2 separate regions of the Mus musculus genome follow, and region 1 is linked to region 2. The links are chromatin contacts, called in public HiChIP or PLAC-seq maps. All regions are on one chromosome and are shown on one strand. The core of a region is the stretch at or near the end of the contact, and the rest is flanking DNA. Distances in the headings are between cores, read along the strand shown. Region 1 holds the start of Gbx2 (gastrulation brain homeobox 2). Region 2 overlaps Agap1 (ArfGAP with GTPase domain, ankyrin repeat and PH domain 1).

Region 1 (5,693 bases), core at 134-2,633, 180 kb before region 2:
AGAATCGGGTCGATAAATTCATAAAGATCGATTTATCTTTATCTCCCAATTAAATGTGCTTGTGATACATAACACACGTCCAACATGAGCCAACTCCCCAGCCAGAGCTCTTCCGGGTGAACTGATTTTTTAATGACCTATATAACAATGCCCTCCTTTGCTCCTTGGCCTGGTGCTGTCAGCAGTTCCGAAAGGACGTCTAGACCAAGGAATCTGAAGAACAGGCAGGGGGACCCGAGGAAGCCCAACGCGCTTGGCAGGATCTGCCTTCGCCACGAAAGGATCCCATTTTAAAAGGAACACAAGATTTGAAAGTTTGTTTCAACATAAGAAAAGATGACCAGAAATGCCTACTTTCCTTTCGCCGCAATCCCTCCAATCTCCTAACCCCCAAATTCCCGGCTTTTTACCATTGTCGAGAACAGGGGAAATATCTTGAGGGACTCAGCTCCATCCAGCAGTCCGCAAAGGGGAACCGCGTGCCCAGGAGTCCTCGCGCTGCGCAGAGCCAGGGTGAGAGCTCCCTCCGTTGCCAACGTGCTTAATTAGTGCCTATTTACAAAACGCAGCTTTTATTTGAGCAAACATCATAAAGCTTTCATCAGGATAATCTCACGTTATACAATCCAGAGGCGTCGCAACCCCCCCCCCCATTCCTCCCTGAAGATGGAGCAGATAAAAGACTCGCTTTATTATCATAATTATCGTGGCTGTTATTTTGGTGTACGCTGGCAAAGTGGGTAAATAGGTGCGATGATTAAGAATGTCATGAAAAATGAGCAGGGATCGCTCACGGAGGGCCCAACCAGGAATGAGGGAGACCACCGCCGGCCGCCCCGCTGCCACCAGCGGGCCGCAAGCAACCATTCAGCTTCCGTGTCGTGTGAGCAAGGGCTGACAGGCCCAGGCGCACCTCTGGGAGCAGACCTGCAGAGGCAAGACCTTAAACGCTATCCGGAGACCTTGCCCGGACCCTTGGCACAACCAGAGCGCCCCTGGTTAAGGTGAGCATCACACAGGGTTCTGCTGTAGTAAAACACTCCCGGCCCATCGGTGGCGGGTGCCAGTTCCAAGCCGCCTCTCATGAGGCCTCCACAGGGATGCCAGGGACTCTAGGGTCTGAGTCGGGTAGGTAGCAAGGGTCCCTCTTAAGTTTGCTCCGCGCGGTGCAAAGGCTCCAGCTCCCAGGCCAGCACGCTCCAACCGTGGCGCCGGTAGCCCATTTGCGGCCCGCCTGGGTGAAGGGGGCGGAGCCCTAATTTCGCCCCGCCTTCCCCTGAATAGCAAATAGGAGTTGGTGCTCGGTCCCACGTGACACGAGCTCCGCTGGGCAGCTGGCAAAATGTGAATGAGAAAGAGGAGCGCGATTTAAAGGTGCTGGCGGCGCCCGCCAGAGACAAGTGCGCCGGCTTCGCGCGCTCCCCAGCCGCCCGTGGGAGACGACGGACTGCAGGACGGACAGACGGACGGACGCACGCACTGCTGGTAGCTGGGCCGAGACCTGCAGACGCGAAGCGCGCGCGTTCCGACGGGCTAGCAGCCGGGAGCGGTTCCGGCGAACGCGAGGTCCCCGGCGCCCTCTCCATCCCGGGCGCACGGCCTCATCGCGCTCGGTGGCTGCACCCGTGCAGGCCGGGTATGCTGCGGGTCCTGCACTGAGGGGCGGCGGCGGCGTCTGCGCTCTGGGCACCGCTCAGCCCCTGCCCGGAGTTCCCGGTGGTACTCCCAGCGTCCGGAGGGCTTCCAGGCGGCGGCGGGACACGGGGACTTTTCGTCTCTCCCTGGCTTCTCCCGAACGCGTCTATGAGCGCAGCGTTCCCGCCGTCGCTGATGATGATGCAGCGCCCGCTGGGGAGTAGTACCGCCTTCAGCATAGACTCGCTGATCGGCAGCCCGCCGCAGCCCAGTCCCGGCCATTTCGTCTACACCGGCTACCCCATGTTCATGCCCTACCGGCCGGTGGTGCTGCCGCCACCGCCGCCACCGCCTCCCGCGCTGCCCCAGGCAGCGCTGCAGCCCGCTCTGCCGCCCGCGCACCCTCACCACCAGATCCCCAGCCTGCCCACCGGCTTCTGCTCCAGCCTGGCGCAGGGCATGGCGCTCACCTCCACGCTCATGGCCACTCTGCCCGGCGGCTTCTCTGCGTCGCCCCAGCACCAAGAGGCGGCGGCTGCCCGCAAGTTCGCTCCACAGCCACTGCCCGGAGGCGGCAACTTCGACAAAGCCGAGGCGCTCCAAGCGGATGCGGAAGACGGCAAAGCCTTCTTGGCCAAGGAGGGCTCGCTGCTCGCTTTCTCTGCGGCCGAAGCGGTGCAGGCGTCGCTCGGTGAGTCGGCGGCGCGCGCAGCCGGAACGCGGGGACGGGAGGGAGTGGGGGCGGGCCAGCTCCGGGTTCCCGCCGAGACCCGGGGGACGAGGCCGCGCCCCCGCCCGACCTCTGCGGGAATAGCTGGAGGAGTTGCGGTGATGCCCACCGGAGCTTTCCAATGGGGCATTTAACGCCAAGCAACAAGCAGGATCCTGGGGAAAGGAGGCGTTTAGAGCTCTCCTGCTAGCTACTCCAGGCCACACATCTGGTGGCGTGTTTGGCACACACACACACACACACACACACACACACACACACACACACACGCTGTGATTATTGAGGGTCCTTGGTGTGTTGCAACCTTAAAGAGAGGCCTTATTGGGCTGGTTTTTTTCTTTTTTCAGTTGCATATGTACCCAATAGAGTCCAGACTCAAATATCTTCACTGGGTTCTCTGTTCATCCAAGAGAATCAGATTCCTGCGAGACTCTCTCTCTCTCTCTCTCTCTCTCTCTCTCTCTCTCTCTCTCTCTCTCTCTCTGTGTGTGTGTGTGTGTGTGTGTGTGTGTGTACATGCACGCACTAGGAACTCTAGGGTGGAAAACTTCTCCTAAGGAGACACAAATGATATGTCTCAAGAAAGCTGCGGGCTGGCATCGGCCCTACACCACTCACATCTGCTGTGAAATTGAGGCTCACTTAATTTTAGTTGTTCAGATGGTGGTGGGGAGGATCATGAACTCCCCCTTGGTCTTCAAACAGTCCTGGACCCCAGGGAAACAAAGGGGATATTCTCTTGGGCCTCAGGTCCGAGCAGCATCCTGATACTTAAGCTGTTAGAGGCTGGGAGGGTGAGCGGGAGACATGGCAGCCCCTTGAGTGATGGTTCTGGGCAAAGGGCCGTCGCCTCTACTGTCTCCTCCTCTCCTTTGAGCTTTTTCTCACGCTCCCCCCACCCCCTTCCTCAAAGGCCAGGAAATCGCAATGTGTTAATGTGGTAGAAAGACAATCTGCTGGGGGGAGATAGGGGTGAGGTGCCCAAGTGGGAAGGGACTGGGGAAGGCAGTGTTCAAAATGTAATAAAATGCCGTTTGGTTTTGCTTTCAGTCGGGGCTGTCCGAGGGCAAGGGAAAGACGAGTCAAAGGTGGAAGATGACCCGAAGGGCAAGGAGGAGAGCTTCTCTCTGGAGAGCGATGTGGATTACAGCTCAGATGACAATTTGCCTGGTCAGACTGCTCATAAGGAAGAAGACCCCGGCCACGCACTGGAGGAGACCCCGCAGAGCGGCGGTGCAGCAGGCAGCACCACGTCCACAGGCAAGAACCGGCGGCGGCGGACTGCCTTCACCAGCGAACAGCTGCTGGAGCTGGAGAAAGAATTCCACTGCAAAAAGTACCTCTCCCTGACCGAGCGCTCACAGATCGCCCACGCCCTCAAACTCAGCGAGGTGCAAGTAAAAATCTGGTTCCAGAACCGCCGGGCCAAGTGGAAACGTGTCAAGGCAGGCAACGCCAATTCCAAGACGGGGGAGCCCTCTCGGAACCCCAAGATTGTCGTCCCCATCCCTGTTCACGTTAGCAGGTTCGCTATTCGAAGTCAACACCAGCAGCTGGAGCAGGCCCGACCCTGAGGGCCCAGCCAGGGTGGACACCACCATGGAGAGGCCCTAACACCTGAAGGAACCCGTGTCAGACTCCACTGTTTAAAGCAGAACTCAGAGGCACCTCCTAGATGTGGACATCCAAGCAAATTGAGAGTATATTCATTAGACGGGCTTAAAGGGGGCTACAGCCACACCAGAAGATACACTAAATATTTATTATACAACCCTACTTTGTACATAGATCTCTATCTAGACTGGATCTCAGCTGCAGTGTTTTGAAAGGGATAGGATCAAATCTCTCTCCTTACACTTTCCAGATGAAACAAAACCACCACTGTACTCTGTCGCCTTCAGCGACCACCTTCCCATACGTGCCCAAAGGTAAACAGGAGACACAAGGACAAACACTGCGGTTTAACCTTCTTATTGTTATTTTTTGTTTGTTTGTTTCTATTTTGGCTTTTTGAGTTGAGTGCAGAGCAGTCGGTTGATTTTGGAGCAATCTAGAACTCTGCTCTGCTCGTTTGCTTTGCCTGGCTGTCTTTCCTGGCCTTGTATATCCTATCTGAGCCATGTCGGAAGCACGTCTCCGTTGTGTTTAATTTATTTCAATGTAGCTTATTTTCATATAAGTTATGACATTTAAACAATCTCAGTCTTGTGAATAATAAAAAAAAAGGCAAGGAAAAACTATAAGCTTAATCCTTGGGGCCTCGTTAGAGTGCCCACCACCTGGGCACCTCGAGGGCACTACCAATGTGTGGTCAGCTAAGTGACTTGCGACCAGGATGGAGGCTTACTGGCCATAAGCCAAGTAGCACCTGAACAGGCTTTTAATTGGAGAGGAAAACTGTGAGTTTAAGGAAGCCTAGTTTTCATCTTAGGAATCTTGCATGTCCTCTTTTTGCATGTCTTTATCTATTATAGCCTGGGGACTGGCAAACTTTGGCCGGAAGAGGAGGGAAAGCAAGCTCGGGTAGTAGTGGGTTTGTACAGACACAGGGGCTCCAAATCCGATGCAGCCAGGGAAGAAACGCGTTTCCTTAGAAGAAACTCCGACCCTAAAAGCAGCGGTCTTTGCTGGCTCTCAGGGCCTCGGATCCATAAATCAGGCTACAGGCGTTATCTTCCGACAGGAGCCGGAACCCAGCAAGCCCTGCCTGGCTTCCCGGCAGCTCTGGGCTTGGAGGAGGGCTGTAAGCTCCAAGGCCCCCGCACCTCCCCCTCCAGGCGGGGTCAGAAGGGGCGTGCCCTGACCACTGCCCCACCCCAAGGGCGCTGGGAACCTCGCCCCTCAAAGGGAGAAATGGGGAAGGGTCCGTGGTGAGTTGGTGGTGGCTTGGTGCGCTGAAACCTAAGATTAGGGCGTCTTTCTGCCTTGGAAGAGCGACCTGTAAAGCGCGAGAGGGGTGTGACCTGCCCCGCTCCTCCCTCTCTAACTTTAGTGCTGTGACCGAAGCGGGAAGCGGTCCGCGCTTAAAGTATCCAGAGAGATGCCAGGGCCTGGCGCTCCTAAGACTGCGTATCCCCGAAGCGTGGAGCAGGCTAGTGACGGCGACCACGGTGCCCAAGTCCGTCTGGCCGTTAAACCTGCAGCCCAAAGAGAAACTAGTGACCCCGCTACATCAACTTTTCAAATAGAAGGATAGGGGAACCCTCAGCAACGCAGCTGTGTGTCGTGCTCTCTGGTCCTAGTCCAAGCAGGGGAGTCGTGGCGCTCTGGGTCAATACTGACTTAATTTATTCCACTTTGCACTGATCACCTCTCAGCAGCACAAGGG
Region 2 (5,407 bases), core at 1,987-4,486:
ATTTATTTATTTATTTATTATATGAAAGTACATTGTAGCTGTCTTCAGACACTCCAGAAGAGGGAGTCAGATCTCGTTTACGGATGGTTGTGAGCCACCATGTGGTTGCTGGGATTTGAACTCTGGACCTTCGGAAGAGCAGTCGGGTGCTCTTACCCACTGAGCCATCTCACCAGCCCCCTCAGATCATTTTCTTAACAATCCCCCAAAGAGGACTGCCAATATTAGAACAATGCAGACCACAGTTTAAGAAAGAGATAAAATGAACGTGATAAGGCCAGCAATAAACAAGGAAGTGATCAGATTATGCATGGTACCCTGCGGCCAGCCGAGCCTCCCACCACCTTGGGAGTTGGCAATCTCATCAACAGTGGGTTCTCCTTTCCTTTATAGTTTATTTACTTAGTGTTTAGTAAAAGCTTAAAAGTGGCCAATTCTCCAGGATCTAGAGGGTCTGCATGCGCTCCTTGTGGGGTATTCTCCTAGTCCCAGGCAGTGCCTATGCTTGCTTCACTTCATGTGAGCTCATTAACTCACCCGGTGATGTCACTGAATACATTGGCCTGGGAGGAACTTAGCATTGGGACAACTAATTCACCGTGCTGTGCTGACGTGGCCAGAGGTGCAGCTTCTAAAAGGGGAATAGAGAAGAGAGAAGGACCACGAGTGTGGGACACAGGAGGAACTAGGACTGCTTTCTGGAAGTGGGCAACAGGGAGCGAGAGAGCAGCAAAGCTACTAGCACCCCATCCCAAGCAGCTAGCCTTCCTTGGGATGGATGGATGGATCAGAGCTTCGGCACAACTCAGGAGCTGGTGCTGAGCATCTCAGCTGAGTTTCCATCTAAGAGATGTAATTTGGAAATACATGTGTATTCCCAAGGCAAAGTCTCCACACACACACCACCCCCCCCCCCCCCGTACCAGCACTCAGAGTTCAACTGTACAAACCCTCCTCCATTTTGTCAACTGTCATGTGATTACTGGTACCTGCTGGAAAAATACTGTGGGTGCTCGAGGGAAACCATCACGAAGCTTGCTTGCTTGGCGGCAACCCACCTCAGGTGCAAGTAACATGACCAAATGTACATGCAGGGACAGAATCATTACACAAAGGGGTGTTTAAACTTGGGCTTTTTGTATAAACCAACAGCATACAGCCACAGTCAGAAAAGCAGTTTTACAAAACTTCCCAGGGTATTTCTTTATACCTGGTCCTTCTTATTAGGCTCAACTTCCAAAGAACCAAATGTTCAGTCTCAAGTGTCATGCCTAAGTGTTCTTTAATATATATATATGTGTGTGTGTGTGTATGTATACATACATATATATATATACATACACACATATTCACATACATATATATATATATATATACATACACACATATGTATTAACACATACAAATATTTTTTGCTTGCACCTATGCCCACCACAAGCATGCAGTGCCTGCAGCAGCCAGGAGAGGGCATCAGAACCCTTGGAACTGGAGTCACAGATGATTGTATGCTGCCATGTAGGGGCGCTAGGACCAAAACCTGGGTCCTCTGCAAGAGCAGTGAAGTGTCCTTAACCCCCAAGTCGTCTCTCCAGCGCCCTTTAAAACATACTTTTTTCCTTTATGTGATCAGTGCAACAGGTGTCTTTTGCACAAAATATACTTTGAGTTTACAGTACTTTTTTGAGGGGACTCGGCTATTGTCCCTCTAAGGGAAGGCATGGTGGCCCAGTGGCTTTACCATCCCCCACCCCATCCTCAATTCTTGTAGCACACACCTTATACCTAATGACGGCACAGAGCAGTTACGGATACTTGGGGTTAGCGTTAGCACAGGAATTAAGGCACTTGTGGGTTTTCCCCATGCTCTAGCTGTATTTCAGAACGATAAAACTGTCTGCGTGATGGGTCAATATAGAGCAACCAGCCAGCCAGCAGAATGGGACATGGCAAAGTACCAGAAGACTCTGAGTGCCTGTCCTGTGCCAGTGGGGAGAGGTAGGCAGATCCAACAAGCAACTCCCTCTGAGCTTCTCTCCAGCCAAAGCTGAGGTCTGCACACTGGCCTTTCCGTCTAGAAGGCTGCTGGGGCAGCAACTGGGACCATGGCTTCTGCCTGCCCTGGGCTTGTCTCCCTGGCATGTCCTATGGTTTCATTAGAGAAAGCACGGAGTCCATGCTCTGGAGGTAAAAAGTTTCTAGGGCCGCTTTTATTTACTTATAGGCTTACAGGTTGCTATAGAAATGAGTAGTTCAGGACCACAACATCCCTTGTATACCTTGCATGGAAATTCTAGAGAATTGGGTCACTTTGCCAAAACTTACACAAAATAATACTTTATCCATAGTTCAAGTTTCCAGGAAAAACCTTCCCAAGTTGGAAGCATACTCTCGTTTCTTTTTGAATTGCATCCCAACCATCTACAGCAGAAAGTCTGTTATTCAGAAGAAACTAAAAATGTCCTCTTCTTCATATTTATTACTTGTTACTCACATCATGAAAAAAAATAAAGAACCGTCACCAAACAATTATTTAATTGCCAAAATTTAATTACTGAATACCCATTACAACTTATTTTAATAAATCTGGCTTCCAGAAGCCAGGTATCATATGATAATTGGTATTTTTTTTTTAAAAAAGGAAAGTAATTTCTAATCAGTAGCTTCGGGTGACACGTGTTCTTGCATTCCTCTGAAGGGTATTTAGCAGAAGTGCCCATTTCTGTATCAGAGGGTGGAATGTTGTAACCAAAGTCCAACGCCTGGGGAATTGTGGGTGAGCAAGGAGGGCTAGGAGAGGTCCAGCTCTAGGACCTCGGGCCTAGTGCTGTCGTACAAACAGGCAGGGGACCGCGGACCCGCGCTGCCCACCCATACTCTGAAGTTATTAAAATGTTTTCTAGACCATTTGAAACTAAACAAAGAAAAACTTTGTCTCTCTGACACAACAACGGATCTCATTTGGACGCTGTGTTATTATTTTTTTTCTTTAATAGCTATTACCACTGTAACAGCAGCTTAGCGACTCCGTCTGCAGCGTGAGCAGTTTTGATAAACAGCCTCTGCGGGCCACACAACGGGGATAATGTATCCTTAAGTACCGCCAATGAGCTGCCATTCTGCACAGCCAATTACTTCTGTGCGTCTGTCACTCAAAGGAAAAATGACTGAGCCCATTAGATCAAACCTTTGTCACTGTTCCTAATGCACTCTTAGGCCTCATTAATCTCCGGGAGCAGCAACAGAGCCGCCGGTGCCTCGCCGCCTCCCCCGAACAGGCCCACGTGAAGCCTCTCATGTCTCCCCCAAGTGCGCGCGTTAATCAAGCTCTCCTTATTGCCCCGGTCCCTGTCACGGAGGAGAGCGCTCCCTCTTAAATGCTCTCATTATGACCCATCCTTAGAGCCGGCTAAGTGGAAAAAAAGAGAGAGGGAGCGAGGGAGGAAGAGGACGGGAGTGAAAGAGAAGAGAGCAAGTCCAATCCCATTAATATTCATGACAATAATTAGTATTCTAGGTCACTGAATATTCATGCTATTAGTTTGGTTTTTTTATGGGTTTTCTGGATGTCCTGATTGCTGAAGTGTGGAGAAAACAGCATGGCTGAGAATGTCGATGTCAACGGCAGTTCAATACTCCAAACACATTCCCGTCCACCCTCCCCCACCCACCGTACTCAGAGCATCATCAGCACAGCCCTCCTGCGGGCTGGCCTGCCTCCAACTGCTGGGGACCTCAAGTGGGGGAGGCGGAGGAAAAGGGGTAAGGGTTCCTCTTACAGAGGTCGAGGTGCCAACCTGGGTAGAATGAAAAAGAAAAAAAAAACCGTAATTGCAGAAACCCAACAAAGACACATGCTACGAGGACAGGAAGATAAGATGTGGTCCCAGAACAAAGATGTCGAAGCCAGAAGTCACGGACAAATTGAAGTCAAGGTACGGAAAGGGGAGAGGTCTCCATGGAGATCCCAAAGAACACTTCCCAGGCCACCTAGCATGGCCACCTAATTAAGTATTTAGTGGGGGACGGTCTAGGTATGTCATCTGTCCACTAGCAGGTACTTGAAAGGCCAACTCAAAAACATCATTTGGCCACCCTTCCCCCACCCTACCTTGTCAGGAACCAATGATAAGGCCCTGGAAGTCACAGAGACCAAGAGCACAGGGGTTAGAGTCAGGGAAGCTGAGGCAGAGGGCGGGGATGGGGTCCAGTGTTATATTTCTGATTCCAGAGTGGCTACTCTTAGCTATAAGCTTCTCTGTTTTGTATAGAGACATCAGATAACCCCAGGGCTGATACAATTTTATCTAGGTCACATGTGTGTAGATAGATTTACCAAACCAGGTTAGCTAAAAACTCATTAAAGAAAACATGTAAGGGTATTTCAACTCTTTCTTTGGATGGATTTTAGGAATTAAACTTGGGGAGACTGTCAAGATGCAGCTACTGATAAATCCTGGTTACCATGGCAACTGAGGGTCCCTCCCATAAGCTCCCTGCTAAAGAACAGAAATGAAGCTTTCCCTGGGCATCCTGAGGGGAGCCACCTCAGAAAAGGGAAAGATGTGTCATGGAAAGGTTTTTTGCCAAATGTGAATTTTTTTTTTTTTTTTTTTTTTTTTTGCTGGAGTGGGTCTTTACTTTTTTTTCCCCCCCAAAACATATTCAGACAGAAATATTCTCTCTTCAACTAATGACATTGGTAGCCAACCAATGACATTTTAAAAATTATTATTTCTGTTCTTACTGGCTGTCAACAATCAAGCTCAGAGTTGGCTTCTAGAGGTCAGGGTTATCTGTTCTGAGAAGGGTGCGCTCACTCTGTCTCCAGCATCCTGCATGGGCACTGCTCTTACCCACCTACAACCTGGGTTTTCTCAGGTCAGAACTGCTCTCCTATCTGGGGCATCTGTTACCTTTTTGGTTTGGCTTGCAAAGTTTTCTCTTCCAGCCAACTCAAGAGTTTGACTTGCAGACTGTCTTACTCAATGGCAGTAATTTTCTTCTGCAGCATCTTAATCAAAATTGTCTTATACTCATGCTTATTTCTACTTGATTAAAAAAAAAAACGTTTAAAACCATACTTATTTATTGTGTGTGGAGGTTGAGGACAAGTGTTGGGGGCTGGTTCTCTCCTCCCGCTGTGTGCATCCTGGGCACTGTACTCAGGTCAACAGCTTGGTCGTAGGCACCTTTAACTGCTGAGCCATCATACCAGCTCCGTGTATTGTCTTAGCTGAGATGCTTGTATCCCAGTCTGTCCTCAAGGTTGCTGTGTAGTCAAGAATGACCTTGAACTGCATCTCCTGCCTCCATCTCTCAAATGCTGGGAGATATGTCCGACCGAAACCAGCTTGTGTGGTGCTGGGGATCAGACTGTGCACTGTGTGTGAGGCAGGCTGTGTGTGAG

Evidence for each region. HiChIP or PLAC-seq counts read pairs in DNA pulled down with a chosen protein or histone mark.
Region 1: an H3K4me3 HiChIP or PLAC-seq map of embryonic basal ganglia shows a contact between it and region 2, with 3 times the contacts expected there. The contact joins the promoter of Gbx2 here to the enhancer-like site in region 2. A contact is called at or near these places in 16 of 39 promoter capture datasets (the C10 cell line, the HPC-7 cell line, HPC-7-derived erythroid cells and 8 more), 2 of 15 datasets of contacts at CTCF or cohesin (both in embryonic stem cells), 76 of 484 Hi-C or Micro-C datasets (B cells, the BV-2 cell line, DN2 thymocytes and 34 more), 23 of 115 datasets of contacts at active chromatin or transcription factors (astrocytes, bone marrow-derived macrophages, craniofacial prominence and 10 more) and 6 of 9 other capture datasets (adipose tissue, embryonic stem cells, embryonic tail and 3 more).

Annotation. Positions count from the first base shown.
Region 1 is chr1:89,926,866-89,932,558 of GRCm38.p6, reverse strand. Gbx2 (gastrulation brain homeobox 2) reads left to right here and starts at 1,383. Exons shown (of 2, transcript NM_010262.3): 1 at 1,383-2,326; 2 at 3,416-4,597. The coding sequence starts at 1,804. The coding sequence ends at 3,939. It overlaps LOC102637806, which reads right to left and starts at 484. Exons shown (of 4, transcript XM_030244408.1): 1 at 411-484. The coding sequence starts at 454.
Region 2 is chr1:89,748,925-89,754,331 of GRCm38.p6, reverse strand. All of the region lies in intron 11 of Agap1 (ArfGAP with GTPase domain, ankyrin repeat and PH domain 1), which reads right to left. Among named protein-coding and RNA genes, the nearest start is that of 4933400F21Rik, 68 kb to the right of the region's middle. Within about 2 kb of position 3,236, at least 33 of the 459 cell types and tissues checked have an H3K27ac peak or open chromatin away from gene starts, as enhancers often do. A contact at or near this core is called in embryonic basal ganglia, forebrain, pancreatic islet and 1 more, where this site is marked.